Linked DNA regions of Ovis aries: region 1 is linked to region 2. Evidence: chromatin contacts called from public Hi-C data. All regions are on one chromosome and are shown on one strand. Each heading gives the region's core, a stretch centred on a gene start, on an enhancer-like site or on the middle of the called end of the contact. The rest is flanking DNA. Distances are from core to core; before and after follow the strand shown. Region 1 has its middle 190 kb from the start of KLF12. Region 2 holds the start of KLF12 (KLF transcription factor 12).

Region 1 (3,589 bases), core at 417-2,916, 190 kb before region 2:
GTACAGATTTCTCCTTGTCTCCTCCTTCGGTCCTCACATGGTGGAAGGGGACAGGGACCTCTGTGGGTTTCTTTTATAAGAGCACTAATCCCATTCAGGGCCCCACCCTCATGACTTAAACCCCCTCAATGGCCACCTGAGAACACCATCATCTCTGGGGGTTAGAATTTTAACATATGAAGCTGGGGGTGGGGGAGACACAAATGTTCAGACTAAACCTTAGGCCAAAATTTCAGGTCAGAAACAAGTTGTTACATAAAAAGAGCTGGCTCTTTTTACTTCAAACATGCTCCATGTCCTTAAAGAGGTGTTGACTCTGAGATCCTAGTGAAAATGTGAAAGTGTCAGTCACTTCCAGGTACTGTCGATCCCATGGACTATAGCCCACCAGGCTCCTCTGTCCATCGAATTCTCCAGGCAAGAATACTAGAGTGGGTTGCCATGCCCTTAATATCAATAATCTTGTCATCAAACATTAATGACAATGCCACCAACATGACCCTATATGTTACCAAGCCATTTAGACTCTGCATGTGTTTTGCCTCTGTAACTTACAATGCCTTTAAATTATCTGGGTCTTGTAGCTGTTACTGGGTTCTGAATAAACCTCTACAGAAAATAGTAGCTTGTCTGTGGACGGCTAGAGCACTACAATTTTATCACCGCCGAATAAATAATGCAAGAGAAGGTGAACCAGAGCAACGCTGAGAAGCTGGTTGGCCGGTGGGGAGCAGGTGTGCGCTGGGGATGGGAGGAATGGAGACAGGAAGGATGGGGAGTAGACTGTCGAACTCACTGCCACCCTCCTGAACTGGCCCTGCCCGAGCCCCGACAGCTTTTTTCCAGGGACCACCGAAAATTTTGGGCTATTTCACAAGGAGTTGCTGAGACCCCAGGAACCAGGTGTCTGGAGCAGTTTTCAGCACAGCTGTGTCTGTCTGTCGCTGAAAGCCAGCAGTCTTTTTGACTTTTTACACCTTTCCCTGCCTAATCCCAGCCCTTCCTTTGAAAGGAGACTGTTCCGAGGCCAACCTTGGCAAGCCACTCGGGGAGAGAGGAGCTCAGGGGTCACTGGCTTGACCTGGCGCACCACGCGTCCTTCGCTCATACTGCTTGAATGCGGCATTGTTCCCGTGCTGAATGAAGTTTTAGAAAATGACTTTCAGATGTTACATTCCCATTCTGGGGCTGTTTTACCCCCTTGCTGTTTATAATCTAATAAAACCCATTATCTTTGTTTGGCTCTGGACAAAAATGAAAAGACTCGTAAAACTGCATCCTGGATGAGATGCACTGATATCTGCTGGCAATGCTTCCGCCTAAGACCACTTCCAAATACCTGGACATTTGTCCTTCCACTGGACTTACGTTTTGGATTTGTCTATTTGCTTCTTTTCTGTAACTGTCAAATCCGCGGGGTTATTTTAGGCGGCGCCCGCAAATGACTGTGACCCTCTTTATCTGAACTCTGATCAGAAAGCTGCCTAGTTCTCCTCAGTTTTTTTTCCTGCCCGCCCCCACCGCCCCCCCCCCAACCTTCAAACCAGAAAAGTAGCTGCTGAAAGCAGAACAGTTGCCATGGCAACCTCTTGGCAGCTTCCTCAGTGAGTAACAGTGTTGATTTCCCGAGGAGGCCTGGTGGGAGGGGGTGGAGCTCTGAGGAGGGAAAGGAAGGTTACTGTGCACTTAGTTAATATGCAAAACCACTTACGCAGTGCTGGATGCGCTGTGAATAAGCGCAAACAAAGCCACGCTTGATCAGCTAACACCGACTTTGCACACTAGTTGATCTGTCCAAGGAGGCAGATGTTGGCTCTGCAAGAAATTTTGCAATTGGACAGTAAAGGACACCAGAGGTAGTCCGACAAGAGGTTAAACACTATTTTTGTAATGGCTGGTGAATCCAGAAGAAAGGAACAGACCTAAGGTGTAATTGCCTGGCTCCTCTTTGCTTTGTTCAGAGAAAAACACAGCAATCTAAATCCACAGGCATGGTGTTTTCTCAGAAAATCTAACATACTGAAGTTCAAGTTTGCATCAATTAAACTCTATGTAAGATAAACCAATATGTTCAGATATAAGCAAGTATAGCATAATTGGGTTTGTGCTGGAACAAAACATACGGCTCAAGTAGCATCTTTCACCTCGGAGTTTTCAGACAAAGAAGCAACCGTATAGTAACTTGGGGCTGGAAGTGGGGGCGGATACTGTCTGCTCCTCTCTCTGCTCCTTCTCTGTCTCTTAACTTTGATGAATCCCTGCTTTTTCCTGGGGGCCGGACAGGTTGAACACCAAGCCCCCGAGAAAGTACTGGGAAGACTCCAGGGCAGTACAGTCCTGGCAAAGGTCACCTGCAAGAGAAATGAGCAGACTGGCTGTGAGCTGAGGAGGCTGCCTGCCAGCCCCTTACCTCTCAGCCTGCAGCTTTGCATGTTAAAGAAGAGGTAGGCCGATGGAGCCTGCAGCAGTGAGCTGAGGTCTGCCCAGCAGGTGTCACTAGGGATTTAAAGCTTACCAGACCTTTGGGACAAGGCCTAGGAAAGAGCCTAATCATGATTAATGAAGCTTACTTTAAAATATTTTTGAGAGGTTAGATGGGAAGTAATTTCAAGGTGTTCTTCCAAGGGGCGTTAAAACAATAGCTGCAACTTGTTTTCAATGATTCCTGGACAATGGTCTCCAAGGCTCTGTCTCCATTTCTGAGCCCCCATTCCAAAAACCGCCATGGCCTTGAACACACTGAATCCAACGCAGTGGGCAAATTACATATACAAAGCCAAAGCAAGTGCAGAAAATGATGACTATGGTAGAGTGTCCCATTTACAGTTAGCTTCCAGGTCCTAACACCACAGATGTTGATTTTGTGAGTCATCTCAGGGCTAAGATCAGAGTTCACTGTAAAAATGCAAATGCCCCCAGGAGTCACTGTGAATGTGAGGTCAGCTTGTATTTTATCAACGTGAATATTTATTAACAAAGTCATATGAAGACTATCTCTACTTTTAAAAAACTGCATATAAGATGTCATCTCCTGAATACTTTCTTTTACTGTTTCCCTTTCTGTCTTAGTCTGCCTGGAAGCTCAGTGTTACATTTTATCATGAATTTCAGTAGCTTCCCAGACTTAGAGTTTCTTGCATAATTTTTCCTCCATTCATTTCACATGTGCTAATGGCTTCCTACTTTGTTTTAATCAGTTTATAGCTTTAATGTATTTGTACTTTTCAACTGTGCCTATCCCCTCACATCCATTTTGGCATGATATACCCATTTAGAAGGGAGAGAAGGAGGAGGAAAGAGGGTAGAGAAGAGAGAGGAAAAGGAAGAAATAACTCTGTTGTTAACACTCAACATCTTATAATAATCTTATTGCTTGCATTTATCTTGTTACCCTTTGCAAGGTGGAGAGGGGAGCTAGAGTAGTCATCTTGGGGGAACTCAGCTTTAATGTGCACAAGAGGCCTCCTTGTGCCTGAGAAAACAACTTACATACTCTGGGTATCTGAATTGGGAGCAGAAGTGTGAACGGGCAAAAGAAGTACACCTCTTTCTGAGGTTGGCTAAGAATTATTGGAGAGTGTTTATCATT
Region 2 (3,451 bases), core at 615-3,114:
CCTGATTCCCTGGCCGCATCCACGTCTAAGAATGTGGCCTTCCATCACCTTCCTGCTCCCTATGCTTTCCTAGTCTAAGGATGCTTCGCTCAAGGACTGGGGTACAATTATTCAGCCACTTTCACTTACTGGCTCTTGGAAATCCTAAAACCAGGACAGACCCCCCGCTCTCATGTGTCTCAGACGCAGGCCCACTGGAGAAGTAGAAGGGGACTGTGGAATCATCGTCCGGGCTGGACCGCCTTGCCTAATTCTCACATACAGGAGGAGGCAGGAGGCATGGAACACAAGCAGGCGGTGCGCTGCCTTTGTTTTCATGAATAACGCACACAGGGCCTCTAGAAGTGTTTGGAAAACCGCCACACGAAATGTAGAACTGGGCTTTTTCCTGGCTCGAATGCGTCCTTTCGGTCTCATTTCCTGTTTCTCGGCCTCTGTCTCGTTTCTCTTCCCACCCCTACTTCGTGCCACATTTGCAAATCTTTCTCTCCTTAATATAAACTTCCCCTTCGAGGCCTTCCCACTGCCGAGGTGGTTTCCCACGCAGGGCGGGCTCGGGGGCGCCGTGCCGGGGTGTCCGGCCACTCGGGCGCCCCAGCGCGCTTACCCAGCTTTGCAAGAAAGTGGCGCACGCGATCGCCGCCGCGCCCGCTCCGCTCCCAGCGCGCCCGCTTCCGTCCGCTCGCCGCCCTGCCCCCGCCGACCCTTCGCAGCCGCGCTGACCCCGCGCCCTCTGGGCCGCCGCGGGAGAGCCGGGCCGCGCTGCCCGCCTCCCCTCTCTCCCGCCCCAGAATCTCGTCGATCCGCTCTCCGGGGCGCGGAAGCGGCGAAGGAGGGAGGGACCCTCGGGAAGGGCGTCAAGGACTCAGCTCCGGGCTGCTCGCTTCTCGGGGCTCCCTTCTGGGGAGCGAGGAGGGGAGGGCCGGACTCCGCTCTCCCGCAGCCCCTTGGCCGGTATCTACAGCTCCCGCTTCCTGCCCAAATTCCGAGCGAGGGCGGGCATCCCATCTCCCGGGGCTCCGGAACCGGGCGTGCGGCTCCGCCTCGCCCCCATTCATCCCGCCAAGGTGAAGCGCTGCGCGGGAGGACGCCCTCGCCTCGCCCGCAACTTGCGTCGCTCGAGAACCCAAACAATGATTTCCCCACCGCCTTCCGCACCCGGCCCTGCGCGCGCCCCACCTCCGCGTGCGCCCCCGCGCCCAGGGCACCTCCCGCCCGTTCGCCCCGGCCGGGACCCCATTGTTGCCCGGCGCGGGCGATGCCCGGAGCCACGGGGGCGGTCCCCGCGAGCGGTCCCGAGCCGCCGCCGGCCGCTGGAGCCGGCTCCGCCCACACCTTTCCAAGTTAGCTGGTGGGTGAGCCGCGGGGACGGCTCGGGCGCCCGGCCCCCTCCCCGCACGTTTCCACCCGGGCGGGAGGGGAGCGGCGGGGGCGGAGGAGGGGTGGGCCGAGCGGGCTCCGCGCTTTATTTGTCTCCAAATTCCCTTCCTAAGGCAGCCTAGCGCGCTCTGGCACAAAAGAGGGGACTTTCTGGCGGCTCCGCGCGAGTCCGCTCCCGAGGAGTTGAAATCGGGGGCTCCTCCCGCGGGCCCCTCGCGCCCCGCGGCTCCCAAGGCAGTGTTGGCCATGTGTGGGTTATTTTGGGTGCCGCAGCAAGGTGGTGCAGGTGATCGCGAAGCGCGGCCGAGGCCGGGGGGCGGGGGCAGGGGTGGGGCGGGGTGGGGCGGGGTGGAGGCTCCGCGGACCCACCCCCCAAGCCGGCGGCCCGGGCGGCGAGGCGAGGGCCGGGCAGTGGGTGTTGCCTTCTACCTCTGCGAGCGGGGAGGGGTTAGTTTCCCACAGGGGATTTCAACCATCACACTCAGAGCCCGCCTCCTAATCCTCGGGCGGAGCGGCTCGGGGGCCCCATTTTATGGCAATAAAGCGACTTAGCGCCTGCTGAGCGAGCCCCTCCCCGCCGCCGCCCCCGCCCTCGGCCCCACCCCGGGGCTCGCCCGCAGCGGCGGGGCTTTGTTTCTGGGGAGGAGGACCCGGAGCTCTTTTGTTTGGGGGTTTGGTGTTTTCACCACCCGCCCCCCCAACTCACCCCACCCTACCCCACCCTTCCCCACCCCATCCCCCCGCGCCTCTCCGGTTTCCTGAGCTGCGGGCTGCAAGGGAGGAGAAGCGGCGTCTTGCAACCCCCTCGGCTGGGCCCCGGGGTAATTCGATGCGGGCCTGGCGAGGCTCCCCACGCTAGACCCGGGCTCGCGTCTCGGCAGCCTCCACCCACCGGCCCACCCTACATTTAGCGCATCATGTGATCCGGGTAAGTCATTTGCAAGTACAACAGTTCCCTGGGTTGCCCCCCATTCATTTCCTGAGAACTGCAGAGAGCAGCTGAGAGGCTCTGCCCGTGCGTGTGCGAGTGTGCGTGTGAGTGTGCGCGGGTGACGCCGTGTGTGTGTGTGTGTGTGAGCGTGAGTGTGTGCGCGCGCGCGTGTGAGAGCGAGAGAAAGGGAGAGAGAGAGAGGGGGACTCTGGGTGAGGGAAAGAAAACAATTTCTCCTGCTCTGCAGCTTCTGTTCAGGTCTGTGCCGATTCTGTTTCTTATCAAAATAAACAACCCCCTCCTCTTTTTTTTTTTTTTTTCCTGGTGCCATCCCAGATCAGACCGTAGTCTCTTAATGTGTTTTATTTTTCTTCTGTCATCTGCTCAAGTTAAGTCATTTTGGTTGGTCTGTGTTCTTAAAGGGGGAAAGTGTTGGGAAGCGGGGCGGCGGGGGGGCGAGAGGGAGGGCGACGCTTTTGCAAAGCAAGTAGCGTCGGTTGGATTCGTGGAGAAGAAAGGAGATTTCTCCCCCCCACCCCATTTTTTTAAAAAGAACTTATCAAGTAGCTTGAATTAAGCAATATTTTTCTATCCCTAGTGGAATTGTTGTTTGCAGTGTTTGCCTGACAGTTGCCAAGGATGGGAAATAAAACACCAGGGCTGAATTGGGGGTTGGGGGGGGGGAGCTTGTGGAAGTAGTTTGCCCCCAGGAATAGAGCGAGTTGGGTGACGAGCTGCCCCACCGGGCCGTGTGGGCTGTGGGTGTGCACTGGAGAGAGCGGAGGGGAAGGGGTTAAAGCGGAGATGACACTGCTGGCATGAATAGTGGTCCCGGTGCCACATTCATTATTGTCTCTGGTCGTAATGATGTGTAACTGTCACTTGCTACAGTGCCTGGTCTGTGGAAGTAGCCGGGGGGCTGACCCGAGGCTGTTATTTTCAATTACGGGGGACCTGGCCGGAGTTGACAAGGGGCAACTTTGCAGGGCCACCCGGGCGGGAAGCCCGCGGAGCCGGCCTGGGAGCCACTTCTTGCCTTTAGAGGAGGACTCGTACTTGACCTCCGCGACATTAGTTGGTGTTCGCGTTAGATGCTTCCCTACAGGAAGAGTCAGTCCTGCTTTTCTTGGGCAAAGAACT

The links. Hi-C and Micro-C count contacts between places; a contact is called where the count stands out from the background.
Region 1: a Hi-C map of hypothalamus shows a contact between it and region 2, with 2.9 times the contacts expected there. The contact joins the enhancer-like site here to the promoter of KLF12 in region 2. A contact is called at or near these places in 2 of 16 Hi-C or Micro-C datasets (hypothalamus and mixed tissues).

The regions. Positions count from the first base shown.
Region 1 is chr10:49,816,313-49,819,901 of ARS-UI_Ramb_v3.0, reverse strand. No RefSeq gene overlaps it. Among named protein-coding and RNA genes, the nearest start is that of KLF12, 190 kb to the right of the region's middle. Within about 2 kb of position 1,666, at least 17 of the 54 cell types and tissues checked have an H3K27ac peak or open chromatin away from gene starts, as enhancers often do. A contact at or near this core is called in hypothalamus, where this site is marked.
Region 2 is chr10:49,624,201-49,627,651 of ARS-UI_Ramb_v3.0, reverse strand. It overlaps KLF12 (KLF transcription factor 12), which reads left to right and starts at 1,864. Exons shown (of 10, transcript XM_060394530.1): 1 at 1,864-3,451.